Linked DNA regions of Capsicum annuum: region 2 is linked to region 1. A link is a contact called in public Hi-C data. All regions are on one chromosome and are shown on one strand. Each heading gives the region's core, a stretch centred on a gene start, on an enhancer-like site or on the middle of the called end of the contact. The rest is flanking DNA. Distances are from core to core; before and after follow the strand shown.

Region 1 (7,578 bases), core at 4,969-7,468:
GAATTAGGCCATCGAAGAGCTCAGAGATTGGATTATTTCCATAATATTGGTTATTTCAGGCATGTTTCTCTTCCCTAATTGCTAATTTATTAAAAACATATGCTTTAAAGTGTTGTTCATATGGTATTGATGATGGTTTTGAAACATTGGTTGAGGATTTTGAATGTTTGTTGTTGAACAAGGTTTGCCATGATCTACCTATGACTATTCATGCTTTAATTATGGTTTTGAAGTTGTGGGATACATGGGTATGGTGAATAAACTAGGGAATTGTGATTCCCCCAAACCTGTGACTTTTGAAGTGGTTATGACGTCAACCCCTTATTGTGAAATTAGTTTTGAATATGAAAAGTATGCATATTGAACTACTCTTGAACTATTGCATAATGTGAAAAGTTAATGAAGTACAATGGTTTTGAATTGAACCTGAAGGGGTTGTGTAATTCCCCAAGTTAATGTCTAATTGAACCAAGAAGGCTGTGAATTTTCCCATGTGATGATAATCGGTATGGCATGTTGATATTACCTTGCAAGTGTAGTTGGTATGACGATACCCATAATGTATGCCCAAATGCGTATCGTGGTTCAATGAATGAAAATATGTGATAATTATTTTAATTGAGCTTTAATGAGGGTTGTATAGCTGAGTCGTGAAAGTTGAGGTCCCGAGGGACCAATACTGGAAACTTTGGTTGCCGACATGGGGGTTGATATGCTCGGGTGATTTGAGTCCTTCTTATTATTATCATATGTTTGGGAGGTTTGAGTCCCCCATATTATATCACATAATTGGGTGCTTGTGACACTTTTATATGTCGGGAGGTTTGAGTACCCCATAGTGCATATATGTACCCTCTGGTTTGTGCGACTACACATATTGGGGTCCTACCGGTTAGAGGAGGGCTAGGCCCATATAGCCCATGGGTGCCTTCTTATGTTATGGAAGTTGAGCTACACCATCCAGGCTAAGGTTTTTTATGTTTATGTTAAGTCTTATTCCCTACCTCAACATGGGATATTATGAATATATGTAATTGCATATAATGTTGTGCATTGGATTTTTGACTAGTTTTAAATTTGTTATCCATGGCATTATTTTATCCCTTATTCCTGAGTTACATGCTAACGTTCACTCCGCTAACCATCTTCAGACGCTGTATTTCCATGTGATCCAGGAACTGACCATACTTCTACTTCCCCTGCTCAGTGATTAGGATTTAGGATCAGTTCGTTAGCTGATATTGAAGTGTTGAGCTTCCATATGTCGGAATTCTACATTTTATGTTTTGGTCTTTTGTGTCTCAGATTTGTTTTTGGCCGTAGTTGGGGGCATGTCCTAACACTCTATTGATATTCAGTTTTGATAGAGGTTTTTTCAAATTACTGTGGACTTTGGTGATGTTGGTCGGTTATTTTAATCGGTTAGAGATTATTGGTTATAGACATGTCTTTTATTCTTTAAACTTAGCTTGTGTTATCGTGTTATATATTCAAAATTCAACCAATGTTGGGTTGTGTATGGTGTTTGGTGAGGTTTAGAGGGGTGGTCTTCGATCCACGGTGGATTGGAGATGCCCATCATGGTTAAGCACTGGTTCGGGTTGTGACAATAATGTTATACAAACTAATTAGGACACACCCATCAATGGCCCCCTAAACATGGCATGCTCTTTCATTTTGGCATCTCAACTGGATGTTGTTCACTTTTGACACCTCAACTAATGTACGGATGCGTCATTTTGACACTTTTAGCATAGGTGGCAGCTCGCGTGTTTTTCACCCATTTCAGGCCCGTGATTGTTGTTTTTTTTATCTAATATGGCATCCAACTTGGTCATAATAATAATATTTAATTTCTTCCATTTTTTATACCTTTTTTTTTATTTCTAAACATCAATTTTGCCCATTTATCAACTTCTTTTTTAAAAAAAAAAATTCTTGTGAAATAAATAAAACATAACTGTCATCTTCCCCAATGATATCAATATAGCATACAACACTTTCACAAAGCCGATACACATAATCTCTCTATTTTTATTATCATCAAATCTAAAATTTCATTAAGAAGAAGAGCAAAAGATTTGTTAATATAAAGTTTTGAAAATTGATGTTAGAAGTTTTTCATCACCATTGATTATCGCCATTGATGTTAGAAGTTTTTCATTAACTTGAGAGTAATCGTCTTTGATAAGTTAAAAATCGGTTAAAATTAATTTAAGTTGGTGAGAATAAATTTGTTAAATTCAACCTCTATTGATGTGCGTTTTGAAGAAGCAGGTTTGGAGGTAAGAGTGGGGTTGCTGGGGTGTTTTGGAGAAGATGATCGGAGGTGGGGGGCTGAGTGTTTGGAGATGGTGATTTGAGTGGGTGGGAGGAGGGCTGGAGTGTTTGGAGAAGGTGATTCGAGGGGGGGGCTAGGATGATTTAGACGGGGGAGGGGAGGTTAGGGTGAAGAAGATGATTGCGGGGGGAATGGGATGATTTGGACGGGATGGGGGGAGGATGGGGTGAAAAAGATGATTGGGTGGGGGCATTTATTTATTGATTTATTAAGAAAAAATTAAGTTAATTAGTTAAAAATAGATTTTTTAATTATAATTTATTTAAAATTATTATTTTATATAAAAATGCCACGTGTTCTTTTTTAATTGATTGAATGCCATGTTAGCAGTATGTGTATTACACACTATTTATAATTTTAGCTGATTGTAAAAAAGGTGTCAAAATGACATAGTTAATAGCTATTTGAGGTGCCAAAAGTGAACAACGTCCAGTTGAGGTGCCAAAGTGAAAGATCGTGCGAAGTTTAGGGTGTTGCTGATAGGTTTGGCCAACTAATTAATATATCTTCTATTAATAGTCAATCAGAACAAATGTATTGGAATCAAATCACAAACAATTATATAGTTACTAAGATTTATCTTATTGAACATCCAACCCATGAACTTTTCAATTTTTGGCTTCACTCCAACAACTGACCAGTTAAAAATTTGGGGAATGATGTTTCTATGACAGACAACTATCTTATTTTTAACTTCAGAGCAACATTCATACATCCATACATTCAATACAATAGGCATGCCTCCTAACCGGTATAGCTGTTTTCGATAAAAAAAATATTATCGTCATGCTGTCATCAGCTTCTCAAACGCATTTTTGCCCTGTGGAAATTGTTCATAACATCCATCCTTCACCATCAGAAAATCTACTCTTCCAACTGTTACATCATGTAATTGTGAAAACAAAAACATATGTACGAAATACAATATAGACATGTGCAAAGAATCTCAATTATTGTCAAAGTTTTCGTGTTAAAATGTTGAACCAACGTAAGTTTGCTTATTCTAGTTTTTGCCTTTGGGAAATACTTCTTTATTAGAGTGGATTTGGAGGAGTCAGGATATAGGCAATCCTTGATATTGCTGATACATTTAAGACCACTAATGAGAGAAAACTCAAAAATAGTAAACATAAGAGCAGTTCTCTTGACATATACATGAATTTCATTCGGATTATCCTGTTCTATCTCAAGCATTAGTAGCCAATTTGATATTTGACCTCAGAAGCTGCATTGAGGCATATTGAGAAATACACCAAAAAATGATTGGCGAAGTAGCTTAAGTACTTCTTCATTCAAATAATCTTTGATATCTTTTTCAAATTCATGATTGCATGAACTATCGATATGCAAAAGATAAGGTGGAACTTCTTTTATTCGGTATTTCATCCCCTGTAATCACAAAAATTGTATACCAATATTAGTTAAATATAAAATCAAACTTAATCATTGAAGGTGCAAACTGATGAAATTTTTTCATAAATAAGCCAGATATACTTAACTATATATACCTATTGTATGTATCTGATTTGCATTAACTTGAGTTATTCCACTCTTATACATAGCATAGTTATGTATCAAGAATGACATATCATCATGTATATGTAGGAAAATCATATACATAGGTATGCTATGCATCAAATTTAAAGACTTCATTTATATCAATCCTGCGTAGCATAGTTATGTATCATAAGTGAAATAACACCGAGCCTACAGAAAATCCCCAACCAAAATACATAACTATGACTAAAGTTACTGCAATTATGTTACATACAATAGTTATGTATATGGGTTAGAATAAAACCTAATAGATCTGACAATGTCATACATATACAAAACTCGCTATGTATCAGAGATCAAAAGCCAGACTCGTTTCACTATGTAATACATCAATATACATAACAATGTTATGTATAAGGGTTGAAATAACAACGTATCTTGAACGAGTACCTCCAACCCAAACATAGTCACGATATGTATCAGGGTTAAAGTAAGAACTGTTAATTTATAGCTATATATAAAAATTGATAAAAATAAACAGATTCAGACACAAAGCACTGTACCTTGGTGGAGACGGGGTCGTGATGTATCTTTGTTTTCTTTCTTAAATATTCACCGATGACTTTTTTTGAGCTTCTACGTTCATCTTTCCTCAACTTCTTCATCTTAGTGGGATTGTTGCGGTGTTTAGATCTGTCTTCTCTGAAATTGGGGTCCTCATTATCAAAAGCTCTAGGAACAAATCCAAAAACACGATTTATTTGTTCATTATCATCTAATTGAGTTAGTCCTAAACTAAATGACGGAGAATCCTCCATTACTAAGCGAGATTTAGTAAATAAAGCACATGTAACAAACTCTCTCGTCTATTTTTTATTGAGTAAAGTTGAAAAAATTAAAAATTTTTACTAACCTCCAAAACAAAATTGAAGAAGAATGTTAATGAAGTTTGTTAGTAAGTTGAAAGTTGATGTTGAGAAATTGGAGAAAAACACATTATAAATTTAAACTTGCAAACCGCTTGATTGAGGTTTCTTGATTATAGACACTTTTCGTGGGAGCATTAAGCTTAGGATTTGAGATGTTTGTAAAGAGAGGGATATTGTAATTGGTTTTGAGATTTGAGATGTTATGTTATAATAAAAAATTAGACTGTAGTTTTAAGTAATTTTTAGATAAATAAATCTTCTTCCTCATAAATCACATAGACAAGTTGAAGAATGACAAGAGGAGCTTTTGTAAATAGGTTAAACGTTCCAACATTTGCAACATAGATGGAGAGAGAAGGGAACGAACATGATATGAGACTTGAGAGAATTGAGTTCAATTTTTGGTTTAAATATGTTTAAATATGTAAGTGAGGGCATTTAAGAGAAAGAAAGAATGAGGGCATTTAGTTTGATGTGCAAGGTTAGCAAATTTCATTAATTAATTAGTATAGATATCATAAGTTTGATTAAAATTTTATTTTTGATTTTTACATTGTAAATTTTTTATTTTATTTTATAATTTATTATTATTATTATTATTATTATTATTATTATTATTATTTTACTACTAACTTCTTTATTTTAAAATTTTGTTGATGTTTGAAGAACTGTTTATTTTTATGGTGAACCTTTTTGTATATAGTGATTTAATTTCTGGAATAGTTTTTAAATTTATTTTGCTTGATGTTTTTAAGTATATTTAAATCATTCTATTAATTTTATCATCATTTAATATATTTTTGAATGTATTTATGTATATAAATAGTGATTGAAAATTTTGTAATATGTACATTTTAATTAAATAAAAATAAAAATTAAATTAAATATATTATAATAGATATTTAAAATTATTTCTCTATATACAATAATTTTAATAGTAAAAGCCTATTAATACATTTTCTTTGGTAGTAATCTCTCAAAAATATTTTTTAAAAAAAATTAACTAAACACAATTTATTTATACAAACACTTTTTAAATGAATTAGTCAAACATAAATTGCGTTTTCTTAGAAGCACTTTTCTATAAATTCATTTTAAAAAAGCGTTTCTCAAATAACCAATTTTCTTACAACATATATTATCTTTATTTTGAGATGATCTTTCATATTTGCTCTTAAATTCATATTCAAAAAAGTAGTTACACGTACCATTCAAAGAAGAATCATAGATTATATTTCCTATAACTCGTAATAAGCTCAAAACATGTGAAATAACAAATTATATGACACAAACATGCATAAGATATGAGCTAGTAACATAACACAAACATATAGGCTTTATTGCGTCAATAGCTATTGCAAAATTAATTATTCTTAATCTATGAAAACGACCTAAAATAAAATATTTTAGTTTATTCGAAGTTCTTTTAAAAAGAAAAAAATAATAATTTAAGTTTAACTGGACCTAAGTGGAATATTAGAAAGATCAAATCATACTTGACAAAAAAGTTGAGGTACTAAAAACCACAATTGAGCAATCCAAGTTAGAGGAATATACAAATACCCCTTTTGTTTTCCATAGGAAGAGCAATAATTGTGAAGGAAAGAAAGAGCGGCGGAGAAATGGCATCGAACGCAGCAGCACCATTTTGGAGGTCAGCTGGGATGACTTACATAACATACTCAAATCTCTGTGCTAATCTTGTCAGGAACTGCCTCAAGGAACCTTACAAGACGGAAGCTTTGAGCCGTGAGAAGGTCCATTATTCCATTTCTAAATGGGTTGATGGCAAACCTCAGAAACCCAGTAAGTATTCTTTGCTCTGTCTTTATCTTTTTTGAAATCACACATCGGTAAGTGATGATGAGACCGTGCACTCCTTGTAAGGCTCGGAAAATCCTCCCCCTTCTCGAGCTCGTTTTTGCGGTTTGGGCTAGGCTCAAAAACTGATTTGAGTGGGCCGCACGGTCCTGAGCAGTTGCGGGTGGAAATACCGTTAGCCCACCAGACTGGATCTGGGTGTGAGGGAGTGATGAATGGAATGAATCACACTTCAATAAGAGCAGGGGATCTAGAGTGTAGTGAGGGGGTTCGGGTAGACCCGTAGACTAAAAAATACACAATATATATATATATATATATATATATATATATATTGTATTTTTTTCAATTTTTTTTGTGTATATATAAATTTTGAATCTAATTTCACCTTGAGGTTTCAAGTTCAAATCTTAAGCACTATATTTTGGATTCGGCACTGGATAAGAGATGAGATCTTTGACTCTTTTTAAGGCTTGGACAATCCTAGTTCCTTTGCACGAGCTTTTGGGGTGTGTAAAATTGACATTTTGACATATTTTTTTATTAATAACGTGGTTGCTGTGTAAAATTGAGAGATCTTTCTGCTGATTCGTTTGTAAGATAGTATTCCCAAGGTGTGGCATAGAGGTCAATGAAGTAGTTGAGAACCATTAGCTCTCAGGTTCAAATTCCAGCGGAGACAAAACAATAGGTGATTTCTTCTTATATGTCCTAGTTTTGGTGGACAAAGTTACTTGGTACTTGTTGCTGGTGGGAGGTGGCAAGTATTCGTGGATTTAGTCGAGGTGCACAAGCTAGACACCACGATTATCCAAAAAAATGCTTATTTTGATTGGTAGCAGAGGGTGGAGTAATTATAAGTGGTAGATGGGATTTTATTGGCCTCTGTCTGTGTGCAGGTATGTTCGATTTGAGGTTCTTGTTGGTATTCTTAACTCTGCTAGGGTAGAGTTTTGAAGTTTTTTCTACATTCTTGCTCAGGTACATTTA
Region 2 (7,814 bases), core at 1,918-4,417, 220 kb before region 1:
GGTGCGAAAAATAAGAAAAACGACGATAAATTTTGCCGTAAACTGATGTGGTCGCTGGGCCGCAGAGAAGGGCCGCCGAAGAAGCCGCTACAGTTTAGTGGTCGGTGCGAGAAGTGAGAGAAAAAGACGACGATCAGTTGTGCCGGAAACTAGCGCCACTCGCCGGAAACTGGTGGGGTCGCTGGAATAAATTGATGAAAGTCGCCGGAAGATCAGGGAGTAGCATTTACGATGTAAGTTAATATTCAGATAGACTAATCAAAAGTGTTTCATTGATGATCATCATAGAGACGTGCTTTCCATGTCTGTGTTTTGTTGTATCTCAAACAAATTTAGTTGCATTCTGTCTCAGTTGGTGGAACTTACCTTCACAAGAGCTATGTAAAGAAGATAAATGAGAAGGAGCACAACCTTGTTATCTTCCTTTCATGTGTATTCTTTATTGATCGTGATGGAATTTCTCCGATTGACTCCTGATGTTTGAATTCTCTACAGGTTATTGGTAGCATACAGTCTGTCCAGGATGCTTTGTTCCAAATTACTTGTAGGCTTCGGGATGCAATGTTTCCTCTGAAACCACATGTATCAAATATTGCCCCTCCGCATTTTCCCCCCTATGCTGAAATTCCATCTCCATCATTCAGACCAAGGCACGATCCTGCTTCTCCTAGTTATCACTCACCTGTTGGCTACCCTCATGGTATGAAGCACACTTGGTATTCCACCCAAACCCTATGAACAGCTGGCTTCATTTTTACATGATTTAGACTGTAATGTTTTTTCAGATCGTGCTCCCCATTTCTATGGCTACGAGAGACAAGGGCATGTTCCCTTTTTTGATAGACCTCCTTCACCGGGAAGATGGGGTCCTCAGGTTTGTGGGGGCTCTTTCCAGTAAATGTAAATTATTGATACGTTTTTTTTAAACAGGGTTGCATTTCTGACTATTTACTTTCCTACTTTGCTGTTTTATCCAGGCAGTCAATTCAAGGTATACAGCTGGAATGGCTGATTGTAGCAGTGGCAGGTAACTTGTTTTCCTCTGTATGGATCTAATGTATTAGGTTGCGTTAGGAGATTGAGATCTCTACAAATAACTTGAAGCAATCCATTGAATTTCCCAGACGAGTGCTTGGTTGGGTGTACTATATATGGTTACTGGTTTCCCTGTTGATGCAGGACTCACCTGTTTCTGATTCACTTGGGTAAACTTATTTCCTTTTGGGGCTACTAGTTTGATCTTCCTTATGCAGCTTTAAGTGGAGAGTAGTGGGAAATTAGTTGGTTGCTTCTTGATAGGTTCGTCGCAGGCTACAGCCATGAAGCTAATGAGGCCTAATTAATGATTTTCAGATGCTAATATGAATTTAAAAGCTACCTAGAACCACGAACTCAATTCACAGTTTTCCAATTTCATTGGGAAAGTTATATATCGTGGTATGCACACCATAGACAAGCTATGTGAAATAACCTGCATCCTGTGGAAGTAAGGCAAGACGGTGTCTTAAAAGAGTTAAGCACAGAGGATATGCTATTGTAGTCTTCAAATTCTGTTAACCCGGATTTTGGCAGTGTACCTTATAAGAATCGGGCAAACATCGAGTATGTAGCTCTGCTTTTTGAGCTGGTCGAGGACATGTCTGTCAAGTTCTTCAGTTTCCTGTAATTTGAATTTGTCTTTTAAGTTGTGAAGTTCTTATAAACAGGATTGCGAGATAGATACATTTATTACATTATGAGATAGTATATCCTTTACTGAAGAGTAAAACAATGTTACCTAGGGAGGGGGTGTTGCATTTATATGGAGCGCCTGCTCTCTTGTAAGAAAAATATCCACCTAAAACTTCAAAGGCAGTAGAATGTGTGCAGTGCTTACGGGTCAACTGTTTTAATATTTGACTTGTGAAGTTTGTATTAGAGATAATTGAGTTCCTTAATTAAAACTTTAAACTTGAATGGTATGAAGATCTTCTATTGGAGATACTTGAGGTGCTCAATTTATTGTTAATGGGATTAAAGAGAAAGGATCGGAACAATTGACTTGAACTTCATGGATCTACATTCTTCTTAAGGGATGTTGTATCGGAACAATTGACTTGAAATTCATGGATCTACATTGCTCTTATTTTTTCTTGGTTGATTTGTATTCTTGTTTAATTTGCCCTTTATCCTTTGCTTTTCATATCTTGCTAACGCTTTGTGTATCCACTAAGTTAAACTGTTTATCTGTTGCAGTGAGACAGCACCTAATTTTCCAGGCATTACTATTGAAATTGTAATTCCTCAGATGTTGTTGAAGTATGTTTATGGAGAGGATTCTAGTAACCTTCGTGATATAACTAGGGTAGGTCAGTTTGATCGAACAAACTCTCTCTCTTCTTAGGGGTAAGGTAGTTAACATTTGTGTTTGGTTTCAGATTTCAGGTGCTAAGATAGTAATTCATGATCCTGTAGCTGGGGCTACAGAAGGCACTGCTGTTGTGTCTGGAACACCAGATCAAACGCGATTCGCTCAGACCCTTATTCATGCTTTCATCTTTGCTGAGCAGAACATGTAGACCTTACTTCTTTATCACAATCCTAGAAGGTCGCGAATGTGGTTTGTTTTTCTCATGCAATGCAGTTGACATGTGCCTGTGATGGTTAAATAAGTTCAAAATAGTTATTGGAACATGTAGGAAGAACAGAGTGTATGTGAGAAATATCGTTCTAGGTTCTAAAGGGAAAAAAGATCAACCAAGTGGTAAGAGAGAATGCAGCAGATATTCAGGAAGGAAAAAGTCATCAATGCCTGAGAATGCAGCAGATATTCAGGAAGGAAAAAGTCATCAATGCCTGTTTTTTCCATCATATTTTGATGTTGAAGTATTTTGCAGGCAAAAATCATGTAGTATATGTACATGTAAAAGCAACAAGCACATGAATTGGTCAGTTCATTTGATTCTTGTAGAAGCACCATCATGTGGGTCTGTAAGAAATACAATACAGCAGGTGGTATCGTTCTATTATTAGTTTCTAGTCCTAGTAATCCTTTTTCGGCTACATATACACGGAGTAAAATGTGTGAAATGGTCTTTACATGTAACATCTAAACTTCAAATTTCTCGCATTTTCCTATTTCATTTTCCTTAATCCACGGACCCCCTCCACACACACACACACAAAAAAAAAAAAAAAAAAAAAAAACCTTCCGTAAAAACCCAACCCCTACATGCCACATAGAGCAGAGAAATTGTTATAGGAGCATGTGATTTTGTCGTACAAAATCATTAATCCTAGGAATACACTCCCAAAGAGTTGCAACAATAAGTCTCACTATTTATTTCGAGATGGTGATACATGCTCAAGAAAGTCAAAAATCGATCCATTTTTAGTAAATATTCTCACATTTTTTTGGACTTCATGCTTTCATATTCTTTTAATTAAAAAAAGAAGTTTATATTTTATGCACCCAATTATCCTAAGTTATAAAAGTATCAAAAATGAGACTTGCTCCAAATAGAGTTATTATAGTAAACCTAAAGTTTATCTGAAAGCAAAGTTACTCAATTTCGGATGGTACCAAATAAATTTGACCATTTTCCTTTCTAGTTTTCAAGATCATTAGACTTGATTCCGAATGGTAGAACTAAAACCTGCAGCTTCCACCTTGACAAAGCACACAATTTCAAGAAAATCAAGTGTATAGCCTCAAATCAATTTAGATTTGAATCATTTAGTTTCATTATGTAAAAGACATGAATGATATATTTTCATTATTATTATCATTGTTGTTCTTCTTATTATATGTAATTAATATTTTGAAGTGTTCCAACAGATTTTTATGCACATAAAAAGGAGGAACAAACAAACGTCCAAAGAAGAAACATTACCAATAGTGGCACTTTAAAGAGAGGCAAATTCGGATGTTTCTTGGCTTGTAAACAATGAACGGTTTTGGAGAGAAAAAAAGCCAAAAAGGCAAGCAAAAAGGCAGTTAGAACAAACTAGTTAACTAAAGAAACAAGTGTATATTGATATTTAAGTACATTTTCCTTAAAGTGATCTACCTTCTGGGTGGCATATGTATTCTTGTTTTAGCAGTGAAGTTGGTTTGAAGCTGGTAGACTTGTTTTAACCTCATTTGTTGAGTTTGGTAAACAAAAAAGCCTTATGCATGTGGGTACTATATGGGAAACAAAGCAATAATATAATGTATTAGTCGCTTTCCTTCATAATTACTACTCCCTCCGTATCAATTTATGTGACACCTTTCAGATTTCGAGATCCAAACAAGCCTATCTTTGATCATAATCTTTTCATATATCGTTTAAATATTTTGAATTGTCAACTATCCCAACTTGTAGTATTTTTCACATAGTTTTCAAATATATAACAGTCAAACTTAAATTGCTTGACTATCAAAATCTAAATTGTGCCCATAAATTGGGACAAAAGGAGTACTATTTCATTAAGTGTGTTGAGACTTGAGAAAGGATTTCTCAAGAAAGAAAAGAGAAAAGATGGTGGGCATTGAGAATATCAAAGCTGCAAGAGAAATTCTCAAGTGTAGCATAGAAAAATCAAGAGAATTGGGAGTAGAAATTAGTAATAGGTGTTGGAGATTAGAGAGCTGTGAGCAAAGGCTTGATTTTTTAGCAGGTGCCCTTAGAAACTTAGCATGTAAATGCACATTATACAAGATGAGTGGTCATGATGTTGATAGGGTCATTGGTCCTGCTGCATCTGTTGTTAAGATATTTGATGTCATATGTGAACTTGAAAACTCTCTTTCAACTGATGATCCTTCTGATGATATATCAGCTTATGTTACAACACTAAAATGGATGGAAGAAGCACTCAGTTTACTCACCGATAACTGCAAACTAGTCGTTTCTTGGCTTGAAACCAGTAGTTTCAATTCCTCTGTTGCTGAAAGTTGGTATGTTGTGAATGTGAACAAGTGTTTGAGTATACTTAGAGAATTGCAGGCAACGGAGGAACATTTTCGTGCCAAAGGTGGGCCCTTGACGGTTGCGCTAGACAAGGTGGAGGTTGAATTGGCGTCCTTGTTGAAGGGCATAGCTCCATTGTCCTTGCCGTTGCCTGATGTTATCCAGAATGTGCAAGCCATTATTGATAGATTAGCTGCGAACCATCGACTTGACAGATGTATGTCTATCTACGTTGAGGTTCGGAGGTCAAACGTGAGAAAAGCTGTAGAGGAGCTCGATTTGGACTACCTGGAGGAGATATCATTCACAGAGTTTGACAGTGTTCTGAGTGTAGAGCCTCACATTGATCTATGGGCCAAACACTTGGAGTTTGCTGTGAAATATTTGTTGGACACAGAACACAGGCTTTGCATTGAAGTGTTCCGAAAAGCAGCATTTAAGGAAAGATGTATGGACTGTTTTGCAAAAATTGCTGTCCAATCTGGGATTCATTCTTTCATAAAATTTGGCAACACAATTACCAAAGGGAAGAAAGAAGCAATCAAGCTGTTGAAGCTATTGGAAATGTTTGCTGCTCTAAACAAACTACGCTCCAATTTCAACAGGCTTTTCAGTGGGAGAGCCTGTGGTGAAATCCAAACCCAAACAAGAGATCTGGTCAAGAGAGTTGTGAATGGGACTTGTGAAATATTTTGGGAACTTTCTCTTCAGGTGGAACTGCAGAGGCCAACTAGTCCTCCGGTGGATGGAAGTGTTCCGAGGCTAGTTAACTTTGTCACAGAGTATTGTAATCAGCTGCTTGAGGATGAATATTGGTCCACACTTGTCCAAGTTGTGGAGATACATCAAGGTTGGAACAACGAGAATTTCGGAAAGGAGCTTCTTGTAAATGAGATGCAAAACATAGTAACAGTAATTGGGCTCAATTTAGAGACTTGGACAAAGAGATACGAGGATGTCCCTCTTTCTTATTTCTTCTTGATGAATAACCATTGGTACTTGTTCAAGTACACGAGGGGAACAAAACTAGGTGAGATAATGGGACATGAATGGATTACAGGTCACGAGGAATACATGGAGTACTACGAGACACACTTTTTGAAAGAGAGCTGGGGAAAACTCCCGTCCCTTCTGAGTGAGGAAGGCCTAGTGTTGTTCCCAGGAGGGAGAGCCATTGATCGACAATTAGTTAAAAAGAGACTCAAGGAATTCACTGAGTCTTTCGACGAAATTTACAAGAAACAATCCAGTTGGGAATTGTGTGACAAGGGGCTAAGATGGAGGGTATGCCAAAATGTTTTGCATGTTGTCGTTCCTTCTTACATTAACTACCTGGAAAAATACATGCCATCCATTGAATTTGAGGTTGCTAGCACTACTGATCAGCACATAAAATACACAGCTAAGACCTTGGTAAATATGATTACTTGTCTATTTGAACCAAAAGTGGGAAACTATGGCAGTAGCACCAAATGCACAGAATTGAGTGGCAAGCTAAATAATAGCTTTGTTACTAATCAACTTTCCTCCACACCAGCAGCAGCATGAAAGGTGATTAGTTCATAGATAACTCCTCTTACATAAAGTCGATTAGTTTTCCAAACATAATCCTGAACAAGTAGGTTGTTAATTGTACATGGTTAATGCATACACCTGTCTTTTTAGGAGTATTATACTTCTCTAGGAAAAATTCTAAACTGACGATAAAGAGCTACATCCAAGAAAATCGTCATCAGTCAGTGGTATGTAATGTAAATAAGATTCTAAATCCTAATACCATGTTTTAATGGCTCAATTACATGTTGTGTGTTCTGTTCTTACACATCAGAAATTCGATTACTTTGATAAATACTTGTGTTGCATAGATATTAGTTGTGTAGTCGATTTACAAAGGTATTTGGTCTTTAGCACTGGAAAGTTGGTATCCCTTGTGCATTTGGGTTGGTAGTTCCAACCAACTTGACACCAGACCATAACAGTGTTTAAAATTTGAAAGGTAAAGTTTTAACTATAAACTTATGTTGCTCATGTCCACCAAAGCCGTCGCTGTACTCGTGTCAAATCCTTCAAAAGTGCAAGTCGTATCTAGAAGCGGGCTAGAAGATCGGATACTAGTTTTGTCCGAAATCAATAGCTTTTAGTTAAACAATGTTTTTGATTTAGAATTCAATTATTAGCTGGAATTCTGACTTTGTCTCTGGCTATATCCCAAACCACTAAATGAAGTTGAGCAGTAACGGTAGATTGCTAATATTAAATACAAAAAATCATGTCATATTTACGCAATAAGCATCAGTTATTTAACAAAAATAGAGTTAAATTACATCTCAGCCTTGAAATTTTAACCATCAAATATTTGAATTTTCTTCTACTATAGGAAGCTGTATATCCACTGCTTCTTTCCATGAGACGAACAAGAATGTTATTGCTATCTGAGTTGTTTGCACATCCACTAGATAACTTTGTTCTTGATTTTTACAAAAAATATGAACATCAAAGCACTGCGAGAGAACAAAGATCAATTTTTTGATACCATTATAGAGCATCGGTGCCATCTAAGCATCCACCTGGACCTAGGAGCCAGCTCACTGCCACGTGGACCGATCTCACCATGAGCATGACTCTTGGTGTTGGCGGGAAAGTTACTTAGCTTTTTACTATTCACGTTATTTCCATTTCCTTTTATCTTACTGATTTCTGAGTTTAGTAGTATAAGTAAGGAATTGTAAGCATTGTAAGGCATATAGTTGATGTTTATCTTCAATACAACTTTCTCAATTTCTCTCCTATTCTCTTCTTTTCTTAATATCCTCTGTTCTTCTCCTCTACTCAAACTTATATTTCTGCACTTTCTATCCTTGGTACCTTCATTTAGGTATC

The links. A called contact is a pair of places that touch in the nucleus more often than the background predicts.
Region 2: a contact with region 1 is called in a Hi-C map of leaf, with 2.4 times the contacts expected there. The contact joins the promoter of LOC107849764 here to the promoter of LOC107851316 in region 1. A contact is called at or near these places in 3 of 5 Hi-C or Micro-C datasets (bud, leaf and placenta).

Annotation. Positions count from the first base shown.
Region 1 is chr12:197,889,765-197,897,342 of UCD10Xv1.1, reverse strand. It overlaps LOC107851316 (ATP synthase subunit epsilon, mitochondrial), which reads left to right and starts at 6,218. Exons shown (of 2, transcript XM_016696273.2): 1 at 6,218-6,573. The coding sequence starts at 6,390.
Region 2 is chr12:198,111,025-198,118,838 of UCD10Xv1.1, reverse strand. LOC107849764 (exocyst complex component EXO70A1-like) reads left to right here and starts at 3,167. Exons shown (of 1, transcript XM_016694327.2): 1 at 3,167-6,720. The coding sequence starts at 4,503. The coding sequence ends at 6,482. LOC107850391 (KH domain-containing protein HEN4) reads left to right here. Exons shown (of 11, transcript XR_007048283.1): 6 at 496-700; 7 at 786-874; 8 at 978-1,027; 9 at 2,236-2,344; 10 at 2,418-2,751; 11 at 2,794-3,044.